Linked DNA regions of Salmo salar: region 1 is linked to region 2. A link is a contact called in public Hi-C data. All regions are on one chromosome and are shown on one strand. Each heading gives the region's core, a stretch centred on a gene start, on an enhancer-like site or on the middle of the called end of the contact. The rest is flanking DNA. Distances are from core to core; before and after follow the strand shown. Region 1 holds the start of LOC106613746 (serine/threonine-protein kinase STK11). Region 2 holds the start of cirbpb (cold inducible RNA binding protein b).

Region 1 (6,911 bases), core at 1,942-4,441, 270 kb before region 2:
GCTGTGCAGCATTGCTCCCCATCCAACCTGACAGAGCTTGAGAGGATCTGGAGAGAATGGGAGAAACTCCCCAAATAAGGTGTCCTTAGCTTGTAGTGTCATACCCAAGAAGACTCAAGGATGTAATCGCTGCCAAATGTGCTTCAACAAAGTACTGAGTAAAGGGTCTGAATATTTATGTCAATATAATATTTCAGTTTTTTCAAAAATATATCAAAAATATTTGTCATTATGGGGCATTGTGTGTAGATTGGTGAGGGGGGAAAAACAATCTAATCAATTTAAGGCTGTAATGTAACAACTTGGAAAAGGTCAAGGGATCTGAATACTTTCCAAATGCACAGTATGACATGAAGCTTTTCTTATAGCCTGGATTGTTTTAAGAGTGTAGTGACCATAGTGACTTATTAGGAATATTTTCTTTGCAAATGGAAGCAGTCTCTTTACACTTGTCTGGCTCTGTCGTCTAGGTTCTGTCTGGTTTGTGTTGCATGTTCTCTCCTCCAAACGAAACTCAGCAGATTGTGAGATGTGATTATGGGAGACTGCTGTTACACAAGTACACAGTGCTTTGTGGATGTGTGTCAGATTTTGCTTATGGGTTAATTAACTCAAAAATAAAGAATAGTTTAATAAGAATTCAATAATGATTCTTAATTTCCCTCAGTGCAGATGAGCCTAATTTCCTCAACTCTACTGACTATTATTGCACTATAGATTAACCTAAACTGTATGCAAAGTGAATCTGTATCATTAACTAACCAATGAAATCAGACACATCCTGCCTATAGACAGTCTCAACTACCACTGAGCTCGATGTGGTTAGATAAATACCCACATATTAGAGATTGGTTATCAGTCTTTGGGCAAGCTAGGGGACAGGCTTTTTCACTTTTTATGAGGGAGGGCACATTAAAGCTAATACGTGATAAAATCAATTTGTGGCCCCAAGTCAGTCTTCAACAGCGACAGGGCCACCAAGGCAGAGAAGCAGAAGCAGATACAAAACATCTGTATCAGAGCGATGGCAGGTGATTGTGGTGGCTTGGAGGGGGACTGGCACCAAGGCAGGGTAGGTTACTTTCAAAATGTAATCTGTTAAAAGTTACTAGTTACCTGTCCAAAATTGGAATCTTTTGGATTACCCAAACTCAGTAACACACTCTGATTACTGTTACTTTTGGATTACTTTCACCTTAAGAGGCATTAGAAGAAGACTAAAAGGATCCATCAAACTCATTTGGTGTATCATCATAGTGGTCTTTGACTTGTAGTCAGACTCGCTCAGGTGGGACAAACTTAAACTTGCGCCTTTTTTCAATGCTGAATTGAATGTCATTGAGAAAACAGAAAGGCGTCATAATGTTTCTTTTTCTCTCTCACCGACATCCTTTCTGAATTGAAGTAATTATCAAGTTATTCAAAAGTATCTGTAATCTGATTACAATATTTCTGCTGGTTAAGTAACTGATTACAGTTAGAGTTTTTTTGCAATCAAATTACATGTAACTGATTACATGTAATACATGTAATCAGTTGATCTGTAACCCTGTCTGGCACTCATTTCACTGATAGAACCCCAAAGTGAGAATGGCAGAGTGAGCCCCATTTTAGCCAGATGTATGCCTCCATCATTCTTCCTGCATCCCTGGATCCCTGGTTGTTTATCAGAGAGCTGTCCTTGTGGTCTACATGGACACATCTGGCTGCTAGCCAATTGATTTCTGTGGAAATGAAATACCTTTCAGCCCCCCCCCCCCCGGCTCCTTTCTTTCTTCTGTCCCCTCTCACTGCCTCTTTCTTCTGTGGAGTATGATGTTGCTTGGGAGCCAAAGTTGTGTCAATCTTCCCATCTGTCTGTCTCTGGCATTAATGTAGTCCCTTTGATGGTGGAGAAAATTAAAGTAGCATATGCTGTTGCTGTAAGTTGTGATGAATGATGTTGCCTTCTGTTGCTGTACAGAGACCCTAGGGCACAGCAGGAATGCGGACCCGTCAGAGTGGTGCAGTGGGTGGGCTGGAGCACTGGGTCACTGCAGCAGCTCACATGGTTTGGATCATTGGGCCACACAGATAATGAGGCCAATGCATGACAACCCAGACTAACCACTTCAAATCTCCATTATTTATGTACTCTATGGCAAAGCAATACTGATGGGACCTTTCAAGTTGGAGAAATGTTGTGAAACAGCATGAAATTGAAGTATGTGTGGAATCTAGGGTCTTCTCAAAGCTATATGACTAAGGATATATGTTATATCAACCTATTGATCATATATTCTGTCTTCTGTTTGTATGTCTGTCTTTTCTCTTTCCATCCATCTGTCTGTTTACTTGTAGGCTGTGTTGTAATGTGCCACTGTATCATTGGGGCCACTTTGCATTTGGTCCAGAAAAATAGAATCTACCAGTGCTGCCATCAACTGGTGAGTGGTAACAATCACATCCACATAAGAGAAGGCTGAATAAAATCATTATTATAATTTATTAGCATAATCCAATAATGTATTTATGCAGCCTCACCAGCTGATATTGACATGATAGGGCCTTTTCACAGGGCCCTCAATCCTTTGCTCATAGACATGTTTTCATTGAGGTCAACTCACAGAAACCGTCCTGTTCTACAGAAAAAACTACACATGGTAAAAACATTTTTTATTTTTTGAGAATAACCAACCTTAGTAGCAGACTACTGTATGACTTTGATATGGAGAATTTTAACCCCTCGGAGGATCACGCCATGTATTCTTATACCACAATTCTTAACGGTTGAAATATATTTCTGCATGGTGAATTTCTATGGTTTGGACACAGCGTTTCTAAACCCAGAGGCCAACATCGCGAGACTTCCGGGAACGCTTGCGAAACAGACCAAACAGACCAGGCCGGGGTTTGGGGCTTAAGTTAATGAGAGAATGAGTTAATGAGAGAAATTAAAAAGTATTCCTTAATTGTTAATTTTCTCGAAATCTAAATGCACAACCTAGATTCAAGACAAGTACTTAAGTAGTTGAACATATTACTACTCCAATCTCGAGAAAGTGACAAACTGAAACGTTTTTATTTTAGTCTAAAACAACTTTATATCGAAGGAGTGCCTTTGATTTGTTTGAATTTAGCGCGAGACGGCCATTAGACACGATTACGTATTTATACGCATGCGCTTTGCTAGTCAACGTCGCCATGACATCGCCTACAACTGTGATCGGGGATTTCTATTGGAGAAGCAGTTTGACCCTATCTTCATATTCTACTGTCTTTGGTTTGGAGCATGGAGTATGTAAACAAGATGGAGGCGTTTCTGACATCCAGCACTTCTACATGGGCAATCGATGATATCGGTCAAGTGGCATACAAGGTAAAGTTGACCTCTTTCAACATACAAAACATGTACCCCGTAACTGCAAATGTTATGAAAAATGACGTGGCGGCAGGGGACGTGAAATAAATGCAGCGTTCGTTACGTTATCTAGCAGGTTGGTCGTACATAGCTAGCTAGCTAGCTAGCTAGCTATCTATCTAGTATGCTTGCTAGCTAGCTAGCTAACTAGCTATCTATCTAGTATGCTTGCTAAGCTAGCTAGCCGAATGCTAATAACATTGCTTGGTTTGTGGATGTGACTGCGAAGCGTTACAGTAGTGAAGAGCTATTTGGCAAACAGGCTAGCTAGTTGGGGAGATATTGTTATTACACAAGAGTTGGCTGCTACAATGAATCGAATCTCAGAATTGTTATTGTGCCTCTGTGTGCCCGTACGGAAGCTATCTAGCCTCGCTCGCTATCTGCTGGTTTGCACTTTCCTATCTCACTGATTACTGTATATTACCCATGACCTGCTATTGTTGTTGAATGGATGTGATGTTCACAAGAATATTTAGCATTGTTTGTTGTAATTGGAGATAGTATTCAAATGTAAATCGTTATGATAGCACATCCATGTCATTGGTAGTGTGTATTTGTCATATTCCAAGCATTTGGAAGGTGCCATCTCATGATGTGAATTTCATCAAAATGCTTATGCGATTTTATCAAAATGCTTATGCGATTGTGCATTTGTAATGCAGATCTGAGGATCCCTGCAACGATTCATTGACGCTGGCAGACCAGTTTTGCAGTCTTGGCAAGTACCCCGGATTTATTCGGTACATGGGATGGAGGTAGAAAATTAGATCAGCTAAACATTGTAGAAGAACTCAATGAAAATCATATACCAGATTCACAATTAAGTTGCCCAAAACATGACATTCACCAAGAACCAAAGAAAGCTGCACACATCACAACACTGCATGTCCCAGGTGTCACAAGGACATGGCTAAGAAGGAGGGAATAGGCCTATATCATCAGAGAACAAAGAACCAAACCATTCCCTCATACCATAGCCAGACACTGTAGACAGTGTAATATTGGACAGTACCCAAACCCAATCCACTCACTTATCTGCTCAAGCAGTGCTGCATGGTCAGCAGGTTAAGGAGAACATTCTGTAGCCTTTCTGCAGTTGCAACATCCTGCATTTCAATATTCAGTATTGGAATATTTTTCTTGCAATTTCATATTGTCCGACCCAGGGCATCCAGAAACAAACAGTACAGTAGTATTAAAGAACAGTCACGTTGCTGAAGGGAAGCGGCAACCATGAATGACGAGGACATCCATGAACACATGGACTATTTGGAGAACGACTTGACCATGTGCATGCAAACCTTCATCCACCGCATCGACTCCACTGAAGTCATCTACGAGCCGCGGAGGAAGAAGGCCAAGCTGATTGGGAAGTACCTGATGGGAGACCTGCTGGGGGAGGGCTCCTACGGGAAGGTGAAGGAGATGCTGGACTCTGAGACCCTCTGCAGGAGGGCAGTCAAGATCCTCAAGAAGAAGAAGCTGAGACGCATCCCCAATGGGGAGCAAAATGTTAAAAAGTATGTGGAATGCTTTGCATGGCTTTTCAGTGTTTTTAGTGTTGATCTACAGAATAAGCTATCTGTGCTGATGATGGATTTGTTGTTTTGGTGTGTGAATAAGCTTCTAGTCAGATTATGTACTTCAGGAGTTACTCTGAGGAATTACTGAATGTAAAATTAACCTCACTATTGATTTGAAGTGGAATGTAAATTGAGCTTTTCAGGACACAAATTTTTATCTCAATAAATCTTGCCTTTGAAAGGCCAGAAGATAAAACAACATGAAGGTTGTTCAAATTACTTTTGCCCTGTATCTTTTGTTGTGAGTGCTGGTGAAAATGCATTATTATTTCATAGTGCAATTACTCCAGTTTTCCTATTACCATATCTAAACACTTTAATTTCTTTACAGAGAGATTCAGCTGCTACGAAGATTGAGGCACAAGAATATTATCCAGTTGGTCGAAGTTTTGTATAATGAGGAGAAACAAAAGATATATCCTTTAAAAAATGTTTTTATTCTTTAGCATGAGTATCTAAACCAAGGGGAGGGGCAAAGTATGCCCCGCGGGTCCTATCCGGCACTTGAATCCGGCCAACGAAACATTAAATGTACTTTTTTTTGGGAGATTACATTATTTTTTTAATTTTTTTTCTCGCCAATTTCGTGGTATCCAATTGGTAGTTACAGACTTGTCCCATCGCTACAACTCCCTTATGGGCTTGGGAGAGGCAAGGGTCGAGAGCCGTGCATCCTCCAAAACACGACCTAGCCAAGCTGTACTGCTTCTTGACATGATGCCCGCTTCACCCAGCCGCACCAATGTGTCAGAGGAAACACTGTGCACCTGGCGACCGCATCAGTGTGCACTGCGCCCGCCCCGCCACAAGATTCGCTAGAGCGCGATGGGACAAGGAAATCTCAGTCTGCCAAACCCTCTCCTAACCCGGATGACGATGGGCCAATTGTGCGCTGCCTCGTGGGTCTCCCGGTCACGGCCAGCTGTGACACAGCCTGGGATCTAACCCGGGTCTGTAGTGATGCCTCAAGCACTGCGATGCAGTGCCTTAGACCGCTGCGCCACTCAGGATGCCCCCGCAAATTGATTTTAACAAACAATTTGTCCCCCAAAAAATGCGGTCCTCTGTTGAATTTCAAAAATCCCGATGTGGCCCTCGACCCAAAATTTTGCCCACCCCTGATCTAAACCATAGTGATGTCTCACGAGTCATACAAGTCGCACTAACAAAGCCTTCGCAAGCACTGCATAAGATTTATCCAAGCATAATAACGTGTGGATAGTGGGTTAGGCTAGTCTATTTTGGGATGCCTTTTTCCTCACATCTGGAGAATTATCTTGTCCCATGGAACAGTTGTCGAGTAAGCTATGCAGATCAACTGTAAAAACAAGCATGCACTGTCCTTCAAAGCTCATGTTGCTGTAATTCAGCAGTATGACCACAAGGGGTCTCTGTTGGCCTCTTGGGGAGATAAAGGCAAGGTTAAATCAGATGGACTAACTAACTTCACAAGGCATTTACCTTCTGCCCCCCCAACTCACTGTCTTTGATTGTAATGATCTCTGGCTTGTCCTTAGTCTGCTGCTCTACACTACATAGACACTCAGTAGCCTTTGTCTCTGACATTAAAAGGGTCTCCCCAATACATTTTAGTACAGTTAACACTTAAGATGGCTTTAGAACCTGCTATTTAGGATCATGAAGGATTCTGCCAATGTCAGGTCAAATAAATCCCAATTGACATTTTAGGGTAATTGTTGAGGTGAGAACATTATTATAGGAACTAATGATCCCCTTTCATGCCTCTCTCCTCCCCGCTCTGGCCGAGGATGCTGGCTAGATGAGTGCCTTCTATAAGTGACCCTGAGGAGTGTGAATACAGAAATGAGTATTGTTTTGACATTCATTTTGACAATTTGTACGCTTTTATTGCCTTGTCATCTTCGGTCCATTCAGGAAGATGAATGTATTCTCAAGGACATTGC
Region 2 (7,560 bases), core at 168-2,667:
ATATCATAGTCCTGCAGTAGCTAAAGTTTAATAATAACCACACCATACAAAACCTCTACAAACGTTTCTAAACTTTATTAGGGTAATATAAAAAGTAAGTCAAGCCATTGTTTATAGGGAAAATATGAGTAGAAGGGTGAATGTAAACCAGGGTCAAAACACACTACCCTCCCCTGGGCCCAATAAAAAAAATATTTTGGGCCACTGACCCCCTCCCCCAGTCAATTTAGATGTCCTCTACTACATGCCCCGCGCACTATATGTGGTTCCTCTGGCCCACACTACAGCACAGTTGCGGTAATGCACCAATGTTGGATGCCAACCGTCCCAAAAAAAACATTAAAGGAGGCCGCTAGCTAGGGAACACCGGTACAGTAGTATTTTCTCAACTCCTCCGTCATCCGTTTGAAAAAGGTCATCGTTTTTTAATGTTTCCATGCTTTTTCTCCTTAGAGAAAACAATAGCTGATTCACAGCGGGTGTGGCAGACTTCAAAACTTTTCCACAAAGGACACTTCCTTGTCAAAAGGGGGCTATCGTGGAGGGGAGGACAGTCGTCCGTTTGCCTACTAACGAGGACGGAGGATGGACATTTTCCAAATGAGAAAACCCTAGCGTCCTTTTCCCCCGCCTACTTAGCACTGCTTTCCCACAGTTCTGGTAACGTTACGGCGAGGGAAGTCGCTAGCTAGCGAAGGCAACCCAACACAGCGTTGCACTCTAAAATATTTAAAAAATAACACCATTTTTAGAAACTTTGGCAAAGGGTAAAGTCTACAAAACGCAGTCCACTCTGTTACAGATTCTAGTTTTGGAAAAAGAAAACTGTATGGAGATCACATGTTTCATCAATGATAAAATTAGCAAAATGTCGGCCAAAATCCCTCTTGCTCCGTTTTCTCCCACTGCCGGCCAATGGGCTTCCTTTCATCACCATACATGGTAGTGAGTGGAAACGCCAAACGGATGCTTCACATTTATACATCCGGTGCAGTATCTACCTAGTCTGTGGCACATCAAATCAAATTGTATTTGTCACATGCGCCGTGAAACGTTTACTTACAAGCCCTTAACAAACAAGGCAGTTCAAGAAATAGAGTTAAGAAAATATTTACTAAATAAACTAAAGTGAGGTCAATATAAACATGCTGGATGTCCATTTGATTAATTGTTCAGCAGTCTTATGGCTTGAGGGTAGAAGTTGTTAAGGAGCTATTTGGTCCTAGACTTGGCGCTCGGGTGACTGGAGTCTTTGATCATTTTTTGGGCCTCCCTCTGACACCGCCTAGTATATAAGTCCTGGATGTCAGGAAGCTTGGCCCTAGTGATGTACTGGGCCATACGCACTACCCTCTGTAGCGCCTTTACGGTCAAGATGCCGAGCAGTTGCCATACTAGGATGCTCTCGATGGTGCAGCTGCAGAACTTTTTGAGGATCTGGGGACCCATACCAAATCTTTTCAGTCTCCTGAACTGTCTTGGTGTGTTTGGCAGTGGGCGCGGAATGTAGCATGTAATAACAGCGGTCTGCAGGTAGATCCTTTTTTTTTGTGAACAAAATGTGCAATTCACACTCTGACCTGTGAAAGGCAGCAATACGCAACAAAGCGTCTATTATAACGGAAGACCACACGAAGAAGAAGAAGAGCTCATAAACAGGAGCCATTTTAACATCTTTCTCAGACGGCGCCAAACTACACAGAGGTGAGTAGAGATCCACCCAATTCTAATAATTAGCGGGGGAAACCTAGGCCTAGTAAAATTGCATTGTTCATTTCGACCCTGCAGTTTGCGTTCCTTTGGGAAGTTATTGTCTTTGACGAATTACTTGCTAGTTAAAGTTAGCTAGCTCTGCAATTTAGACAAGCTGACGTTTATTAGTCGATGAAGGAGAATAGATTAACGTTAGCCTTTGATTAACGTTACTCGACCCCAGTTCGCATGTAATTTGACTTGTCCTTCAACCTTACTCTATTTTGAGTGACACTTTTTACTCGTATCTTCACTATTTGACGTTACAGCTGGATGGTATTTCAAAGTCGGTCTAAAAGCAGCGTTAACTAGCAGTCGTCAGTTACTACAGTCCCTACAAAATGGCCGTTCACTACAGTACCGTTAATGCATCTACGTTAGCAGGCTACGATTTTTGCACTGCGTGGCAAGTAATGTTACTTGCTGCCGCTGTTTAGTTAACTTTAACTACCCTTTAATACGCTAGTTTACGTTGCAGGATGGGCAATATCTGGGCCATGCCATGTGTACCGAGTGGCTTGAAATGTCTAATTTGACTGGTTTAGTCGGCTAACGTTGGCCAGCTAACTGGTCTGGCTTTGTTTGGGACTGGGAGTTGTGGGTGTTTGTCTAGCGTCACTATCTAGTTAGTTAATCGCCATCTTTTGAGAATTAACAACATTCCCGTGTAACTAGCTAGTTAAGTTGGCCAGCTAAATTATACATTATGCATAGCTAGGTAACTGACTTTACTGCACGGGTTAAAACATGGCTACTCCACGCATTTGAAATCGAGCCGATGGGTGGAAGAAAATGGCGTTCTGTCGCTTAAAATGTATGGCATCTCGTGGTGCCATCCGCAAGCCAGTTGGTGATTTTCTAACTTTTTTTTACAGGACTTGGTCACATTCTTCAAACAGCGAGCATGTGTTGCCATTCTCAGATTTATGAACTATGTTTGCAGGTCATACTCTTAATTTTTTCCCCTTCAAGATAATCCAAGATGTCTGACGAAGGGAAGCTTTTTGTTGGAGGACTGTGTTTTGACACCGATGAAACTTCACTGGAAGAGGCGTTTTCAAAATATGGAAACATTGCTAAAGGTATGTTGCACCCAGATCAGGGATTTTTCTGCCATCGTAATCTTTAGGCGGGCCGTTTTTTAAATTAAAGAATACAATCGGGATGGGGAAAACGTGCGAAATGACTAAACTCGCCCTAATATATATTTAAATCTGATAATAATAACCAATATAATTAGTCAGTGAATTTAATTCCAAAACCAATGAATTTGAGAAATTACACATTAGCCATGGCGAAATGCACGTAATAGCCGGAAATGTGGTGTTAATGGTTCAAAGGTGACTTTGGTTCTGGTGTTATACTTTGTATTCAATGTTAAAGAACAGCTTCTGAGTAACACAGATCATCATCTTAATTCATGAGAATGTTCAGGATTTACCATTGCTGAGAACTTATTTTCAAGTCATGGAAAAGGTTGCGGACAGTTCAATGACAATTCCCCCATCAGACTTTGTCCAATATCTTAAGGCTGGGTTGCGCATATCATGAAATTCAGGGTCATAGAACACAGATAATTCAAATAAAATATACTTTAATGAAATTAATATGCATATTAGCAATACATGAGGAGTTACAGTAACTTAAGCTCAATTTTAAGTTGTTGGTCATATTAACAAATCTAAATGCTTTATGTGAAATGATATGTAACAATTTCTGTAATTTGTATACTGTTTGAAAAATAATAAATTAAAAATAATTGGGGTTAAATGCATGTAAAAACAAATGTTTCCTGGTCTTATCTGATGTAGGTTAGACACTCCAGAACACATTTCATTTTAGAATTGTTTTGGGGGGCTATCTGTTCCATGTAGTGAATCTGTTATTCAATGTCTTTGTATGGGCAAATAGTAGTAAGGTCAAACATTTTCTAGATGCTTATTCTAAATCAAATGGCTAAATGATCCTTGGTATGACTTGAAAACAATTCCATATCATTTAGAACCCTTTCCCCCCGGCAGAGTATGATGGGTTAAGCTAGATATGTTTTGCATGGGCTGCTTCTCAATCTGCTGATATTGCCTTTCTGCGGTGAAAGGTGGCAGCGCTAGAGCTGGTTTTGTCAGACCGTGAGATCCTGAAAATCTGTTTTCTCACATAGTAGTGTCTAAACGCTTTGGCCTACAAACTACTGACTAATCAATTGGAAGATGTCACAAACACATTGGTGTTCTTGCTCTAGGATACCCACAAGACTCGTTTGAAGTTGGTACAGCCTCTTTTGCTGATTTCCGTCTGTAGTCTCACCGGTTTTGGATGCACACTAATATACCTCATTGGAAAGCTAAGACTCTCACGAACACAGTGGTGCTCTCTGTTTTGCTCTGATGCCCCCAAGCCTCGTCTGAAAGTCCCTGCTAGTCTTATGATAAATGGGGTGTATAAGGATTTTAGTGCCTACAATAAAGGGATAAATATATGTTCAAGTGCAGTATTGATACTTTTAGACATGGCTAACTACTGCATGTGTTCAAATGATTTATGCATTTTGATGCCCACATTGGCATTTGGTGAGAATGGATTTGTTTACTGCTGTTTGTAGAATTCTCGCATAATGTCAGTTTGTCTCATCGCTTAACATTTACACCTGAGAAATTATCTCTGCGCCATACAAGAATGTATATAATTGCAGGAAATAAGCTGAGAATCTCTGCTTATGGCAAATTGTTGGTTTAAATGTAACAACGGAATTCTATTGTTGCTGACCACTCCCCTTTTGAGCCAGGAAAAAAAACATATTTTTCTTCTTGTGCAGTATAGAGTGGACTTTCGCCATATTGTGTCAATATTTTGAGTGGGTGGTTGACGTTTTTGTTTTTTCAGTCGACGTTGTCAGAGACCGAGAGACACAGAGATCCAGGGGTTTTGGCTTTGTGACTTTTGAAAACCCAGAAGATGCCAAAGACGCAATGGCTGCAATGAATGGCAAGGTGAGGGGATGGGATGGTTTCCCAGACAAATGCATGTCTTTGGCTGACGTAAATCATTGGTATTATAAAAATTTTTCTTCTGTTTAGTCGGTCGATGGCAGGATGATTCGTGTGGATGAAGCTGGCAAGTCAGGAGGAAGATCTGACCGCGGGGGCGGCTTCAGGGGCGGTTCTGGCGGCTTCAGGGGCGGTTCTGGTGGCTTCAGAGGAGGCAGAGGAAGAGGTTAGCGTCCATTTGCTCCACGCCACAACCCTCCTTTTTAGTGTAACTTGCTCCAAAGTGAGGTCCTTTGGCTGAAATCCTCATAATTTTGTCCTAGGTGGTGGAGGTTATGGTGGGGGAGAAAGAAGCTATGGCGGGGACCGCAGCTATGGCGGGGACCGCAGCTATGGCGGGGACCGCAGCTATGGGGGCGGCGGGGACCGTAGCTATGGCGGTGGCTACAGGAGTGGTGGTGGAGGAGGATACTCCTCTGGGGGTGGCAGCGGCGGTTACAGAGAGGCCAGGTAAGAATGTTGCATGGTTTAGTTCTCTAAGTACTAAGTGATCAGTCTTCTGTACATTAAATCCTATGTTATTAAAACCAGAAGTTATTTCTAGGATAATCATGTACCTGAGCCAACACGTATTTTCCTTGGTTTCTGTTAACCAGCTTTCATTTGTCCCCCTTTTTAGGAGTGGAGGAGAAGGTGGTTATGGTGGCCGCTCTGGGGGATCCTACCGAGACAGCTATGACAGCTATGGTAAGTATAATGATGTAGCCTAGTTGTTGATCTCACTGTTAGTACGAACTAGAAATGTTTAGGAGGAACTGGACATGATTGCATAGACTCCCAGAACGACCCCTGTAAGACTTTGTTGCTCAGAAACCGAAAGCTTGTGCCCTCTTCAATTAGTATGTTAAAATACTCACGTCTGCTCAAAGAATCAAACATTTCTTTGAAACGATGGATATCCAGCCCTCTACCACCCTATCCAAAAGCAGAAAGACATTCCTAGATTTTTTCACTCAGTTTCCTTTTGAAGAGGCATAGGTTCTTTCAATGCCCTTGTCCTGGTGCTTTCCTGTTGCAATGATAACTGTGGCACAAAATATAAATAGGCTCTAGTCTACTGTGAGAAATGTCAGAATGCTGCAGTGCCTTTACACTTGTGCCTACTTCTTGTCCTCAGCTACACACGAGTAAAAACAAAAACAAACTTCCTGATTGCAAGATCGTCCCATCGCTGGCTGTTTTTTTAAAGATGCGCTCTTCGAAGACTTTTTTTTTTCTGTTTGTGGTATCTGGTTCTAGTGTTTTCTTTAACAAATCAGCATCTTTAGTCCTTTTTTATCGTGTTGAAAGTACTCTTCAGGATCTCTGTCCTCATGGCAGTAACTGAAATCCTGTAGCATTTAATTACTGTAAGCCTTGATGCTCAGTAAGGGTCTGAGTACCTTAAGCTCAATATGCCCTCCTGTTGCAGGGAGAATGCACTGGGAGAATCAAATTTGATAATTTTATAAAAATGCCTTTGTTTGCAATTAAACCTGTTTCTACTGTTGAATCGTAACCTGTTCAACACAGCCTGATAGCTTCTAAGACAAATTCAATGTTCCTGCTCAATCGAAAGACTCAAATATCAGTAGCGACATGTTTCCATTTAATCTCATTTTTAACTGGAGTTGTAGTGAATTCTGGTCTTTAAAAAATGAAATCTATGAAATTTACACTAGAAGCTGGAAAAGCTGTGATTGTGCTCTAAAGACATTTTGCTCCTTCAGTTCTGTAATGCATTCCTTTAGTGTAGCAAGGATGGAATGCTAAGTGGGAGCACTGGTTTCCAGCTGACCACCTTGATATTGCTAAAGATTTGTCAATACTCGGTATCCAAAGAGTGAATTACTTTGACTGGTGAACCTACTTCAGCTCATTGGGCTGTATACTAGGTGTTAGTTGCAGCCTTCTGCAGTTGGCCTAAGGTACTTTGCTCTTTGCAAACATGTGCATAATATGCTGATGGACTGAACGTTCACTCTCAATGTTACTTCAAGGATATGTGCTCTCTGTTCTGTTAACCAACACCTAAGATTTTTTTGTATATCCTGGCTTCATGAAGCCTATTAAACAACCCCGTTGAAAATGCTCTGATTTATTGTGCCTTCAAAGAACTATAGCCTGTTCACTAAGCCAGCTGAATGTTATGTAATGTGAGTGGTAGTGAGGGATTTAGTAAGTGGGTTGAGTAAAATGATGGCATAGTCTGCTGGAAAGGGTATTCTGCAAAGCAGGATTTCATTTTGAAAGGGTGGCTGGGTCTAAGTCTCATTTAGGAGTATTGGGAGGTCCTCTGAATTAATACTCAAAACATGCTAAAGGGTCTACCCTGATGCTGAAGCTAGTCAATGTACGGGGGGCTGGGGGTGTTGAAAGCAGAATAGAAATGAAATGTCATCCTGGTGCTGGCACTGGTTCTTTTATAACGCTTCATTGCGCCCAAGAGCTCTACTATCGTTTTGGAAATCAACAAAGTCCTTGGAGAATGAAGTGTTGTGCCTACCGACATGTGAATCCTCTCTGGTGAATGCTGCTCTCTTGGCTAGTTCATAAGTGGATATAGGCCAGTAATGTGAGGTAACGACTTTTGCTCTCCTGTTCGCATCCCTCAAACAGTTCTCATTTTGATGTCCATCTTATCTACCTTCAACTTTGCCCAAGCACCGCTGTCACTTCCTCAGGCCCTAGACGTTACTGTTCAATACCCAGAGTTGCATGAGAACGTCCAGTAAAGTATCCAGTTTTTGGAGAAGCGTTTCACCCTGTCCCCATTAGACCG

What was found. Hi-C and Micro-C count contacts between places; a contact is called where the count stands out from the background.
Region 1: a Hi-C map of gill shows a contact between it and region 2, with 2.3 times the contacts expected there. The contact joins the promoter of LOC106613746 here to the promoter of cirbpb in region 2. A contact is called at or near these places in 2 of 3 Hi-C or Micro-C datasets (gill and muscle).

Annotation. Positions count from the first base shown.
Region 1 is chrssa10:20,958,309-20,965,219 of Ssal_v3.1, reverse strand. LOC106613746 (serine/threonine-protein kinase STK11) reads left to right here and starts at 3,191. Exons shown (of 10, transcript XM_014216320.2): 1 at 3,191-3,358; 2 at 5,318-5,401. The coding sequence starts at 3,333.
Region 2 is chrssa10:20,682,999-20,690,558 of Ssal_v3.1, reverse strand. cirbpb (cold inducible RNA binding protein b) reads left to right here and starts at 1,417. Exons shown (of 8, transcript XM_014216311.2): 1 at 1,417-1,704; 2 at 2,725-2,834; 3 at 4,636-4,742; 4 at 4,830-4,965; 5 at 5,063-5,249; 6 at 5,419-5,486. The coding sequence starts at 2,735.